Regions from separate parts of the Mus musculus genome. Here region 2 is linked to region 1. A link is a contact called in public HiChIP or PLAC-seq data. All regions are on one chromosome and are shown on one strand. The core of a region is the stretch at or near the end of the contact, and the rest is flanking DNA. Distances in the headings are between cores, read along the strand shown.

What was found. HiChIP or PLAC-seq counts read pairs in DNA pulled down with a chosen protein or histone mark.
Region 2: a contact with region 1 is called in an H3K4me3 HiChIP or PLAC-seq map of the SCID.adh cell line, with 12 read pairs. The contact joins the enhancer-like site here to the promoter of Copb1 in region 1. A contact is called at or near these places in 1 of 484 Hi-C or Micro-C datasets (CD4 T cells), 2 of 115 datasets of contacts at active chromatin or transcription factors (the SCID.adh cell line and effector CD8 T cells) and 3 of 9 other capture datasets (adipose tissue, liver and pancreatic islet).

The regions. Positions count from the first base shown.
Region 1 is chr7:114,250,982-114,258,030 of GRCm38.p6, forward strand. Copb1 (coatomer protein complex, subunit beta 1) reads right to left here and starts at 3,699. Exons shown (of 22, transcript NM_033370.3): 1 at 3,625-3,699; 2 at 2,889-3,038. The coding sequence starts at 2,979.
Region 2 is chr7:114,314,564-114,321,612 of GRCm38.p6, forward strand. It overlaps 4933406I18Rik (RIKEN cDNA 4933406I18 gene), which reads right to left. Exons shown (of 4, transcript NR_029437.1): 2 at 6,577-6,688; 3 at 4,890-5,078; 4 at 916-1,219. Among named protein-coding and RNA genes, the nearest start is that of Psma1, 42 kb to the left of the region's middle. Within about 2 kb of position 3,013, at least 192 of the 459 cell types and tissues checked have an H3K27ac peak or open chromatin away from gene starts, as enhancers often do. A contact at or near this core is called in the SCID.adh cell line, adipose tissue, effector CD8 T cells and 2 more, where this site is marked.

The sequences.
Region 1 (7,049 bases), core at 2,449-4,948:
GTTCATGTTTACTTTTGTATTAACTTCATTTGTTTGCTTATACTGACTTATTACCTACAGAAAATTGCCAGATATATTTAAGTATCATACATTAAACTATGCAAGAAATTATAGTGTTTTGAAGAACAAGTAATTAAATGATTTTATTTCTTTAGCTTTATTAGGCTGGGCTATTATCCTATTTCTATAAACCAATTCTACAAGTCTAAAGGGAAAAAAAATTCCTTTTTCTTAAGATAAAAGGTCTACTAAAGACATTCTCAAAAATTCTAGAGGGGAGGCTGGAGATCAATGGCTTACAGGTTAAGGTACGTAAAAAAAAGTCCCGAGCTCTGTCCCTAACCCCCACATCGGGCAGCACACAACCACCAAGAACTCCAGTTCCAGGGGATTAGACATACCTTCTTCTTACCGAGAGGACCTGCACTAATGTACACATATTCACATACAAGCATACATAACTTATAAAAAATATTTAGCAAAACTCTAGAAAAATTAAGCACTTTTAACTATAAGCAAATGTGAAATATAAATGAGTCTCTTTTGATTTCTCAATTTTCACTACAACTATCAACATTTACTTGGATTCAAGCTGTCTTTTTAAAATTTAACTACCTTGTGTTTATATGTGTAAGTAAGCATGGGCACATATGTTACAGCATGGACACGGAGGTCAACTTTCAGGCTAAGTTTCTCTCCATCATGAGTTCCAGAGACCTAACTCAGGTTGTCATGCTTGGGTGGTAAAGGTTTCCACTTTCTGACTCATCTTCCTGGCCTAATCCCAGCTCCTTCTTTCTTTAAAATTATTTTATATTTTGTGTGTATTGGTGTCTCTCCCAGAATGTGTGTCTGTGGATCATATGCATGTAGTGCTCTTGGGAGACCAGAAGAGGGCATCATATCCACTGGAACCACAATTACAGTTTGTAAGCAATCACGTGGGTGCTAGGGACTAAACCCTGGTCCTCTGGAAGACAAGCTTGTGCTCTTAACTGCTATCCAGCCGCTAATCCTAGCTTCTTACACCGAGAGTCACTCATTTTGGGGTACCACAACTGAACATAGAATTTGGCATCAGCAAAAAGTTTCTAAGCACATACACACACACACACACACACACACACACACACACACACACCACACAATTCAAAATCCAGTATTTCTGGTAACATCTGCCTGTGTTGCACTGTATGACTTTGATGCAGTCTTGGTTTTGAGCACATGACATGTTTACATTACATTATATTATAACACATAACACCAAATAATGTTTGAAGCACCTCAGCTCAGATCTCAAACTGTATGGTATGAGCTGCAATGCTTTTACTATACTTACAAGGTTTTTTGTTTTCCTATGGTCATCAAATTAGTCTGTGATTGAATTGTACTATCATAATGTATGATTAAAAATGTATTCTTTGTATGGGGCGGGGCATAGTGGAGCACATCTTTAATCCCAGCACTTAGGAGGCTGGTAGATCTCTGAGTTCAAGGCCAGTCTGGTTTACAAGGTGAGTTCCAGGAGAGCCAGTGCTGTTACACAGAGAAACCCTGACTCAAAAAATAAGACAAATAAAAAAAAAATGTTGTCTGGAGAGATGGCTCAGTAAGTAAAGTGCTGGCCACATAAGCACTGAGGATCTGAGTTCAATTTCTACACCCATGTAAAAGTCAGGCATAGCACACGCCTATAACCTTAGTGCGTTAAGGGGAGGCGGAAACAAGAGGATCGCTAGGACTTGCTGGCCGGCTAGTCTAGTTAAGTCAGCAAGCTTCAGGGTCAGTGAGAGATCCCTTGTCTAAAAAGCATGTGAAGGGAGCCACTGAGCATGCTCAGCAGGTAAAAGGCACTTGTTGCCACGCTTGACCACCTGAGTTCAATGCCTAAAACCCACATGGTAGGAGAGAGCTGACACCTACACTGGTGCTATGCATGTTTGTCTCCCCACTTCCCACTAATAAATAGTAAAGAATAAGACTGAGAACTGGAAACGGCTCAGTGGCTAACAGCACATAATGCGCTTGCAGAGAACCCACATCGAGTGGCTCCCAGTTCCAGGAGGAGCCTACACAGCTGGCCTTCCTGAGCATTACACACACGGGCACCTCCCCATATACACAATTAAAAATAAATCTTATAAAAATCCAAAGTCTAAAAAAAAACAAGTAAGGTGGAGTATGATTGAGGGAGGCACCTAAGGTTTACCCCTGGCCTCACATATAAATTCACTTTATACATACATGACTAGCACATTTTTGTGCACATACACACATAATAAATAAGAAACTTCCTCAGGTGAAAGGAGGTTGAGAGTAGAAACATTTTATGAAGTATTAACTTACATCATCAGAGAAGTTGAAAGTAAAAGGTGAATAGTGGCCTGCACCTGTAACCCTTGGAGGCTGAACTAAGACCTGACATAAGTTGGAGGCTGCCCTGGCCTATTAGTGAGTTCCAGGCTGACCTAGGGAAAGAGTAAGGCTTTATTTAAGAAGGAAAAAGGAAAACAAAAAGAAAAAAAAAGGACCGTGGCTCACAGAGCCTAGGAGAGTAAGAAGGAAGGAAGGCTGGGAGAGGCGGATTGGTCAATGGCTGCTGAGTACAAGATAAAAAAGTTCAGGTATGACACTGTATACTACAATTAATAACTATATACTGTATATATATTTTTAAAATCTCAAAAAAATAAAAAAATCTCTATGAAAGAATGTGAAATGTTTTCACTATGAAGAAAAGATGAATGTTTGAGATAATTATATTTGACAGGATTTAAATATCAGACCATATAGATATGTATTAAAAAACACCATATTAATTTGTCCATCTTTTACGTTTTTAATCTATCAATTAAAATAATTCCTATTTGAGTTAAGAAACTATTTACCCAGGTCATTTTTTAAGCTGATTTCCGAAGGGGGTTCTGAATCCATTGGCACGTTAATTAACGTATAGCACACGTTCTCGGCTGCCGTCATGGTTTCTGTTTATAATCAACCCAATACAAGATGAAAAGGACGAAAGGTGCCAGGAAAATCTACAAAAATGAATACAAACATCATTAGAAAAAAAAAAAAAAAAGGGAGACAAATTCCGCAAATCAGTCGTGATCTTCTAAACTGCCTGAAGTTCTTCGCGTGTGACTTCGGACGACCTGTAGAGCTCTCCCCACCTTCTCCTTCCGTGAACTCTAGTGACAATCACTCAGTCCCCGTACCCGTCCACTCCCCGACCCAGGGTGTGCAAAGCTGTGGAGTCGAGGTCCACACCACAGTGACAACCCGGAGCACCACGTCACGGGGCCGTGATTGCCAACCTAACACAGTCGGATCTGCTCCAGGAGGGCGGCCCGCGAGCGAAGACGCTGCAGAACCTTGGGACTCCTCGGCTGTGGCGGGTCCCCCGTGGGAATCCCGGCCGCCCCTCACCGGCCTCTGTCTATGCAGGGTCAGGCCTCAGGCGGCGCAGACCCCTGTCCCACCGCCCAGGGGACCGCGGCCCAGCTCCCCGCCCCCACCGCCCGTCGCCGCGGCCTAGTCAAGCGCCCGGCATCTCCCCATCCGGTGGCTCGCTGACCCCGCGCGACCGCCGCAACCCCGCGGCTCGGGGGCCCAGGTCGCTACCTGGCTCCGAGGGGCGGAGGCCGGGAGGGAACCGTGGGACCGCCGACTACCGGTCCGGACAGCCGCTGCCGCGACGGCTCCACCAAGTCCTTGGCTGACGTGGAAGGGGGCGGGGAGACCAGCAAGGATGCAGCTACAGAGCCTGTACGGAGACCCAGAAAGGACAAGCCTCTTCCGCCCTGAGCTGCGCCCTGGAAGTGTGTTGTCTTCTTCCTCTCTCAGAGTTGGTTTCTGCAGCAGTGTAAACAAGTATTTTAGTTTTCCCAGCGAGTTGGGAGCTGACTTAAGCGCTGTGGTCAGTTAGCAGTTCCTTAGGAATTGTCTTCCCAGGAACTAAACTGTACAAAAGAGAAACAGAAAAGTCCTGCAGACTTTCTTCTTCCTTTCACTTATAAACTGGAAACAACCAATTCTTAGGCAGATGATTTCAGAGACCTTAATAAGATGACTAGGTTATATGAAAATACACTTGAGGGCTTAACACCTCTGGTGACCTGAATCTGACTTTATTCAGTTAACTGGAGTTATTGGAGTATCAGAAGTTGTCTGACAACTATCATTTCTACTCTTTATTTAAGAATGGTCTCGGCCAGTCAGTGGTGGCACATGCCTTTAATCCCAGCACTTAGGAGGCAGAGGCAGGCAGATTTCTGAGATGGAGGCCAGCCTGGTCTACGAGTGAGTTCCAAGACAGCCAGGGCTAAAACCAGAAAACAAAATAACAACAGAAGAACAAACAAAAAAAAGAATGGCCTCTTGCTATTCTTTCAAAGCATCCAATACATTAAAAAATTTAAGTATGATTGCCAGACTGGTCTTGAAAGGTGATCTTCAGTTTCTGAGGAGTTGGGATTACAACATGGATACACATACTGTGTATACAAAACCTGCTAACCTCACTTGCAGGATACAGAATACAAACTGTTTTCTCATTTACCTGGAATGCAGCTATTCTAACAATTCTCTTTTCTGGAAACATTGGGTTTAAAAAACAAATCCCCACCACTCAAAATATACCAGAGGCTACATATTTCCAGCACAGAGAACAGCTACCTCTCGGAATTTTGATTTTAGTCTTACTGCCCAGGCTGGCCAACTCCCAATCTACTCCTCTCCTGCCTTAGCCTCCCAAGTGCTGGGATTACAAACAAGCGCTATCATTTCTACTCTTTATTTAAGAATGGTCTCGGCCGGGCTGGTGAGATGGCTCAGTGGGTAAGAGCACCCGACTGCTCTTCCAAAGGTCCAGAGTTCAAATCCCAGCAACCACATGGTGGCTCACAACCATCCGTAATGAGATCTGACTCCCTCTTCTGGAGTGTGTGAAGACAGCTACAGTGTATTTACATAAAATAATAAATAAATCTTTAAAAAAAAAAAAAAAGAATGGTCTCGGCCAGTCAGCGGTGGTACAACATGCCTTTAATCCCAGCACTTAGGAGGGAGAGGCAGGCAGATTTCTGAGATGGAGGCCAGCCTGGTCTACAGAGTGAGTTCCAGGACAGCCAGGGCTAAAACCAGAAAACAAAATAACAACAAAAGAACAAACAAAAAAAAAAGAATGGCCTCTTGCTATTCTTTCAAAGCATCCAATACATTAAAAAATTACAAACAAGCGCTATCACGTCTGGCTTATGCTTAAAAGATGTTTTTAATCTAGGTAATTGTAAGACAACATGATTCTAACAGCCCTCTACTCTTCACCCAGTTCCTCTGTCTCGGGAAGTCTTGCAGGAAACTGACATGTCTCCTCACTGAGACTTCACCAGTTTATAGAATCTCACTTATGTACTTGCTTCTAAACAATATGTTTAGTTCAGTATGATGATCAACAGTCAGATAAAGAACTGTTCCACCAGAGATCGCTCCTACTGCCCACCAGCTGTCACAGCCAGGTGCCCACTTTAACCCGGGCAACTATCTATCCATCCTGACATTTAAATGGAATCATACAACAGAATTGTTGAGATTAGCTTTCTTTATTCAGCACAATTCTCTGAGAATGAGATGCATTCAAGCATGTTTCTTTTGTGTACTCAGCTTTTTTCACATGGAATCATCACAAACGCAGTTACTAGTTCTCCAAGATCACTTGACTTACTGAGAGGTGATAGAAAGAAATTACACCAAACAAGGTGTAGAGATTAGGTTTAGCAACAAGGAAGCTCAGCAGTTTAGGGCCACAGTGTTGTGGTCCTTACGTTAAACTTCCAGGTTCTTCATGACTGAGTCACTTACAGCTAGCATTTTAGGCCTGCACCTGAACATGCCACTGGCAACATGAATGGTTTTGCACTTTAAAGCATGGAGCTTAACTGATATCAAATTCTTCTGTTGCTTTGCCAATTCTTATAATTTTTAATAAGACTTTTTACACTTTTTAACTATATTATTTCAAATACTTTCCAAATCACAAATTACTTAAATGTAAAAAACTCTGTATATCAAGGATTATAAAAGTGTACAAGCTGAGGACTAAAGAGACTTGCTCCAATGGCTTAATGGTCAAACACTAAGAGCTTAGAGCATGAGTTCTGACGTCTAGTTTTCTTTTTCATTGTGCCAGCTCATAGATTTACATGTGAAGATGCTTAGATTCCAGATGATATCTTTGTTACAGGACTCGGGGAATCTTACTGTTCAGTTGTCCAGCAGACTAAATGGAGTAACTGAGTACAACAGACTAAACAGAAAGAGGATCACATCCAACTCTGTAAAGTCCTTTAAGCGAAAAACTTTTGTATGAGGTCCACATACTTGAACATATTAGTAGGTGGCCAGACCTTGGGCACTCTGCTCCATCGTCCTGACTTACTCGCTTGAGAAGGGGTCTCACTGAAACTGGACTTAGACCAGCAGCCGGTCAGCAGCAGCAAACCTTTATCCTGTAGCGCTAGAGTTCCTGGTTTAATTGCACAGTGATTGCCTTTTTTCTTCCTCCTGACTTTTGAGACAAGGTTTCTTTGTGTCAGTCAGCCTGGCTGGCCTCACACTAGAGACCCACTTGCCTCTCTCTGCCTTCCAAGTGCTGGGATTGAGGACGTGCGCCCCTACAAACAGGGTTAGCAAGGGGCTCTTACTGAAGTCATTTTTTTCCTAGTTCCAAAGTGGATTGAAATTTTAAAATCAGTGTCTTAAGACTAAAACCACATACATACTGGGTGAGAAAAAAAAAAAAAAAAACCAACAACCAACCCTACTAAAACTGTCCTTAGAACCAAGTTCACTCATTTTTTAATCCTTTGAGTTCTAGCTTGTACTTAGGAAACAGATAAAAAAGCACACAATTTTTATCTTTTAACAACAAAGAGAGAAAGGCATAGAAGAAGAGGTACAGGATACAAGTTATTAACTTTAGCCTCCCTCCCTACACAACACACTGTAAGTCCAGCAAATTAGGAAGTTTTAGTGTTTTGCATGTGTTT
Region 2 (7,049 bases), core at 1,763-4,262, 63 kb after region 1:
TCGATTCCTGAATTGTCCAGATTTCAGCCCTGTTTGAGGGGCACTCTGAGATCTGGAGGCCCCTGGGAACTAGAATTAGTATAGTATAGCTGAGACAGTGGGTTGTGTGGTGAACAAAGTATACAGGCCTTGGAGAAAGACTGATCTAGGTTACTGCTTGTTAGCTGTATTATGAGGGATGAGCTTTTTAATTCTTGTGGACTTTAAGGTTTTTATATATGAGATAAAAAAGATTTACTTTATGGGATCATGGCGAGTAAAAGAAAGGCAGTCTATATACTGTGTGTATGTTATGTGTGAAGTGTGATTATAAAACTCAGAGGGTAATTTTGTGCATACTAGGAACAGTATTTGTCTGGTATTTTCTTTTTGGCTCCAAGAAAGTAAGCAAAGCACACGGAGTTTCCAGGTATCTATAAGGAAGATAGGTACTCGCATGTATGTTAGAGTCCTATCTTCTATACCAGAGGCACCCTGATTGCGTGTCAGGAAGTCTTGCAGTCTTCCCCATCAGGGACTAAACTTGAGGAGTGGGAGCTTCTGTTAGTTTCCAAGAACACAGAGGGACTGGCTAGGAAAATTCCAAAAGGCTTATTTGGGAGTTTGTCCACATTTCCTACTGCCCTACCTGTGCAGGCCTGGAGAGTAAAGAGTGATCGTCTCCAGCTGAACCGAGAAATGAGAACAGATCAGAGAGACGGCATGGAGCCACTTTCAGCATTGGAATGTTTGCCTTCACCTCCCCAGCTTCTCTGACACGGAATTCCACAGCCTGACTTCCTGGGCACTGCCCTCATAGATACACATGCTGTCTTGCATAGGAAGTCAATGACTGACCACCGTCCATTGCATTAGCTTCCTATTGCTGCCATAACAAATTATCATGAACTTGATTCTTCAGCCACACAATTTTTTCATCATTTTACTCTTCTATAGGCTGGCAGATCAGAGCTGTTACACAGGTTAACATCCAGTTGGTTGTCCACAGGGCCCAACTCCTTCCTAGAGGCTCTGGAGAAAACAAACTCTTCCTTACTTTTTCTGTCCTCTAGAGGCCACCTACTGCTTCTGTCTTTTAGGTCCCTTCCATCTTCAAAGTCAGTAGTGACAGGTTGAGTCCTGATATGGAGTCATTCCAGTCTCCACCTTTTCCATTTCCATGATCACATTGCTTTCTCTGTTATGGTTTAAATATGACACTTACAAAATCATGTTGAGACTATAAACACATAAAAGATATGATTTGTAATACCCAGGAAAATATAATTTTAGCAAGAAAGATAATAACATTTCTTTCAAATAATATAGTTTTATTACTACACGTATCAAATGTGATTGGCAATGTATTTCTTTCACAGACTTTACGAAAATGAATTACATAACTATTCTTTATCATTTAATATAAAAGATTCTGAATATTTGCAATTTTCCAATAGTAGAACCTGATTTCAAGATGCAACACATTAGAATTCAACTTTGTACCACTTCTGATTTCAACACTAGACTTACAATTTTAAAAATTACACATCATATTTTTATAAAGCCCTGAGCTATCCTTTCTCTGGATTTTTTTTTTTTTTTGGCAATTAAGATATAAACTAAATCATTTGGTCTATTTTATTTCTTACTACAATTATGCATATGTTAAGAAAACATGATCATGGTGCTATTACTATAAACAATTATCATGGATAAAAGAAAAACAGGCTGTATTCATTCACTTTCTTTGGTTAAAATCTACCATGTCAAAACAGAGTGTCGTAATGGTGACATTAGATCATTAGACCGGAATCTAACCATCAGCTCCACGACTGGAGTGTTCTGTCCTAGTTTCCCGCAGTCAATCAGTTCTTTCAAAGTCTTGCTTTTTACCGGATGCTCATTAGGGCCTTTGTAAGCACAATGGTTATAGAACAAAAGAGATTGTGAACTGTATCTCACTCAGTGAGTGAGTAACACAGGAGTCATTAGAGTAGAAATGAGACTCTCTAAACAGTCATCTGAACCACAGACAGAATGTCATCAGAGAGGAAGTCAAGAGTTCTGCTGGAAATGGAGCTGGTTGGGCCCTACATAGCAGTAGCTGTTGCAGAAAAGGAAGCCCTGACCGTGGTGGTGACGAGGTAGGAGGTGGTGCAGTGCTTTTGAGAATCATTGCTTCCAAAGATCCTACAGAGTCAGGCTGTCTTCTCAGAGTCTGCCTTGCTATGTGAATGCTTGGCTTAGAGAAAGCCAATGTGCTACTTGCAAAGCAAGCCAAGTCCCACATTTGATTCTGTAAAGGTGATAACAACTTGAAAAAATTTAAGCTGGCAGCGAATAGGTTGCTGTGCCTAAGGGAATCACTGTGCCAGCAAAGAGCAGAATAAAATCAAAGCCACATCTATTTTTTTTCCTGTTTTGTTTTATGAGATGGGGTGCCTTGCTATATTTCTCAGTCTACCCTCAAATTCCTGAGCTCAAACGATCTTTCTGTCTCGGGCTCTCAGTAGTTGAGACTATAGGAATAGGTTTTCATTCCTGATATGGCTGATACCTTTCATTCCTGCCTCCCCAAATTACCCATTGGTTAACGCTCAGAGAAGGGCATTTAGAATAACCATTATTGTGCTGGGGAGATGCCTCAATGGGTAAGAACCTTTGCTGTGAAATCATGAGGACCCGAGTGCAGATCTGCAGGACCTAGGTGAAAAAGCAGGACCTGGCAACATACTGTCATCCTAGTTCTAAGTGAGGGCTGAGCTAATAGCTTGAAGGGACAAGTTTCTGCATTTGTTACACCAGAAACAGTAAGACTAATGTCTGTCTGAGTCAGTTCAGGAGCCAGAAAGAGCCCCGGCTGCTTAGCTGGGAACTGCTCAAGAAGTAGTTTGCTCCTCCTTAATGGGATGGCTTTGCTACAAGAACCAGAAGAAAGTAAAGAAGGCATTCTTAGCTTGGGTCCAGGGGAAAGCCAGTCTGGCAGAAACTCTTCAGTTCCCTCAGCCAGGAAGCAGCAATCTACGTAAACAGGAAGTAGAAAAGGCTGGGGGAGAGGGTGGCGGTTAGCTGGCAAGAAACAAGAGCTGACAGCAGCTGGGTGTAAGTGCTTACATGCAAAAGAGTCAGATACAGGTCCAAGGCTTTGCATGTTAAACGCTCCGGTGCTGCCCTTTGGAGGCCTTGCCTCACAAAGGTGTTTGTGCAGTCTGTGTGGGGTTCCATCTGCAAAAGGGTGCATCTTTGAACACCTACGTTCCGCCAAATATCTGCTAAGTGGTTTAGATTTATTTAATTATCTTAGAATTCTATGAGCATGGGACTAGTTGAAGAGTTGAAAAAAGAAACGGACTCAGAAGGAGTAAGTTACTCTGTTCAAATTCAATGCACAGACTTTGGAAAACTGTCTTTTCTGAAAACTGTTAAACATGATCTACTGAAAGACGTGAGGCCAGTGATGTGCCTCTGGGTAAAGATCCATACAAACAAGCCTGGCATCCGAGTCTACCTGAGGGAAGAGGAGAACTGATTCCTGTAAGGAGTCCTCAGACAGAACTGTGCCCCACATGTGCCCCGCCCTGGCCCCAGTAAATAAGTACATGTACATAAAAGATTTTAAAGACAATGTATCCCCCCCATTTTCACCTGTGTGTGTGTGAGTGTGTGTGTGTGTGTGAGAGAGAGAGAGAGAGAGAGAGACGACTGACAGAAAGACAGAGACAGAGAGAGAGACACAAAGACACACACAGAGACAGAGAGAGGCAGAGACAGAGACAGAGACAGACAGACAGACAGACAGACAGACAGACAGACAGACAGACAGACACACACACACACACACACACACACACACAGAGAGAGAGAGAGAGAGAGAGAGAGAGAGAGAGAGAGAGAGAGAGACAGACAGACAGACCTGCTGGGAGTTTGGTACCTCAAGATGAAGCTGAGTATCTTCTCAGCCATCAGCTGTCAGAAACTCATTGGACTGGAAGAAGAACTTTATGGGTTTGTTTTTTGTTTTTGTTTTGTTTTTTTTAATGAGAAGTGAGTGGCCACAGATGTTGCTGCCAAGAGTATCTACTTCTAAGTCAGAGTTCAGTACAGAATAAGAGTATTTTAGAGTAACAAATAAATGATCACACCATGAAATAAAAAGATGTATTGAAGAGGAAGTTGATCAGGGAGGGAGAGAATAAAGGGTTGGAGGGCTCTAGTGAGGGTTGATGGGACCAAAGTGTATCATATGAACATTTTACAATGGTATTACTGTTTCAAAAAATTTTTAAAAATTACTATATGTGTGTATGTGTCTGGGTATTTCTGCACTTGTGTGTGGGTACTTGTGGAAGCCAGAAGAGGAAGTCAGATCTCCTGAGCTGGAGTTATAGTGTGAGCTGCCCAGCATGGGTGCTGGGAACCAAACTCAGGCCCTCTGCAAGAGCAGTGCTTGCTTTTCCTGCTGAGCTGTCTCTCAGGCCCATCACAATATTTCTCTTCTCTTTCTTTTCTTTTTAAAATTATTTATTTATTTTATGTATGAGTATACTGTAGCTCTCTTTAGACACACCAGAAGAGGGCGTCGTATCTCATTACAGATGATTGTGAGCCACCATGTGGTTGCTGGGAATTGAACTCAGGACCTCTAGGAAGAGCAGTCAGTGCTCTTAACCTCTGAGCCATCTCTCCAGCCCCCCCCCTTTTAATACAATATTTCTAGTCTGACTAATTAACATGCACTAATAAAAATGAAAAATGGGGGATTAGATTTCTAGGGATAATAGCAAATTGCTATACATCTTGTGGTTTAAACCACAGCAGAAACCTGTTATCCTTCTGTAGGATAGAAGTCTGAAATGCAGGTGTCACGAGAGCCAGGCTTCTGAATGCTCTAGCAAAGAATTCTTCCTTACCTGGGCCAGCTTCTGGTAACTCCAAGTGTTCTCTGCTTTGTGGTAACATAACTACAGTCTTGGTTTCCATCTGCACACGTCCTTTTCCTTCATCCTTGTCTCCATCTCTGTCATAAAGATGCTTGCCCTTGGCTTTAAGGACCACCTGGACGAGCTCATCTCAGATCCTTAAATTATAACGGCAAGGACCTGTCATCCAAATAAGGTGGTATTTTCTGAGGCTGAATACTGGGACATGGACATATTTTCAGAGCCAACATTCACCCATATATACGGGGTAGTATCATTACTAAAATATAAGTGCTCATTTCGTAGTACTTTTCGGATTAAAAGAGATATTATCTGGGTTCAAATTTGCAATTCTACTTCTACATATTTTATTTTAAAAAAGTGTTTAAAGATAAAAATTAGAATAAAGTCAGTGACTCATCACTGTAGCAGAAAGAAAGGTTGGTAGAATAGGCTTATAAGGACCAGAGACAAAGTAAAACAGGGAGACACTGTTGACATTTTCTTACGTTTTAACAGAGATGCATGTAGGCCTGCTATCCTCAGTGATAATTCATAAGTTTAGGCAGTAGACAACATTTTCAGAAAGTAGATAATAACATACAAATATGGTATTATAGAAACTTTTACAAGGAACAAAATGTTCACTGTAATCCTTTTAAAAGGCTTAGTTCATTTTGAAAGATCAACAATGGATTTTTTTAAAAAATCAAAAGAAAAGTCCCTCTCCTAATCCTAAAAACATGAGAAGTGCTTGCTGGCATTTGTATTTCATGGGTCTGGAATAAAATGGTCTAACGTTTTAAAACACTGTACAAGGCTTGATTCTTTGATCTAGCACCGAGTAAAATAAACATATATTCCAGGGAAGGTGTACTTGGTGTTCTCCACAGCTCACATTCTCTACTTCTGCTAGCCTGCAGTACAGAAGGGTACATCTGGGTCCCGCCAAGGAATCTAAAACGATAATGATTTTAAAGGGATAGTTTAGGCTGGACCTGGTGATTTATCCCTATAATTCTAGCATTCAGGAAGCTGGAGCAGGAGAACCATAAGTGTGAGGCCAGCCTAGGATACCCAGTAACTTCAAAGGCCATCTGAGATCCAAAACCAGACCCTGTCTCAAAAGCTAAGGGCTGGGGATGTAGCTTAAAGGTCAGGCGCATGCCCAGCACCGAGAACTGTTTGACATGGATGTTTGAAGTCAGACTGGCGTCCTGTGGAAGATCAGCAAGTGCTCTTAACTGCTGACTCATTTCTCTAGCTCCCCAAGCAAGTCATATTTTTAATATACTTTTATACTTATATTTTTAATATGGCAAATTGAAAATTCTGGAATATTGAAGATCTATCTAAAGACAAATGCAATATTCACGATTGCCTTACAATGCTTGTTAGTATTAAAGCAGAAATAGCTTTGCAACTTACAACTGTTCTATAAATCTAGAAAATTATATAGTATTTCCCAAGAGGAAGTCCTCTGGAGTTAGGAAACACCCTTTTGGGTAGACTCTATTATGCAAATGTGTCTAATTAGATATTTACCCCGAGTGATATATAATTGTATAAACTTTTTCAGAAAAACGTGCAAATTTTATTAATAATTTTTCTCATTGAATAAAAAGCCAGATTGTTTCTAGATGATATTTTAATTTCATTTATAGATTTTAAAGAATACCTTTGATCTTCTTGAATTGTACATCCATAGAAGACAAGTGGATACAATATGCTAGATGATTTTAATAGAGCAGTCTTAGTGCCTGGCTCCATTAGCACATTCTTCATAACATCTGTAACACAATCAGGAGAAATAAATGCTTCAAACAATTTGCTGCGTCTTAAAAGAGGAGATGGTAAATGCAGATGAGGAGCTCCTGCTCACCCTACCAGATGTTATTTTCATCCTCAGGGAGTAACAGAGGCTTTCTGGACTGGTTATTAGAAACCACATTCATTGCTGAAGAGGTGGCTCAACAGAAAAGAGAACTTGCTCTTGTAGAGGCCCAGGGGTTGTGCTCCCAGCCCTCTTTGGCCTCTGTGGATGCCAGGCACACATGTGGTACATACACACACATTCAGATAAAACCCTCATACACAAAAATAAATGAATCTTTAAAAAAATTTAAGAAGAAAGCAGAGGGCCTGGTTGAG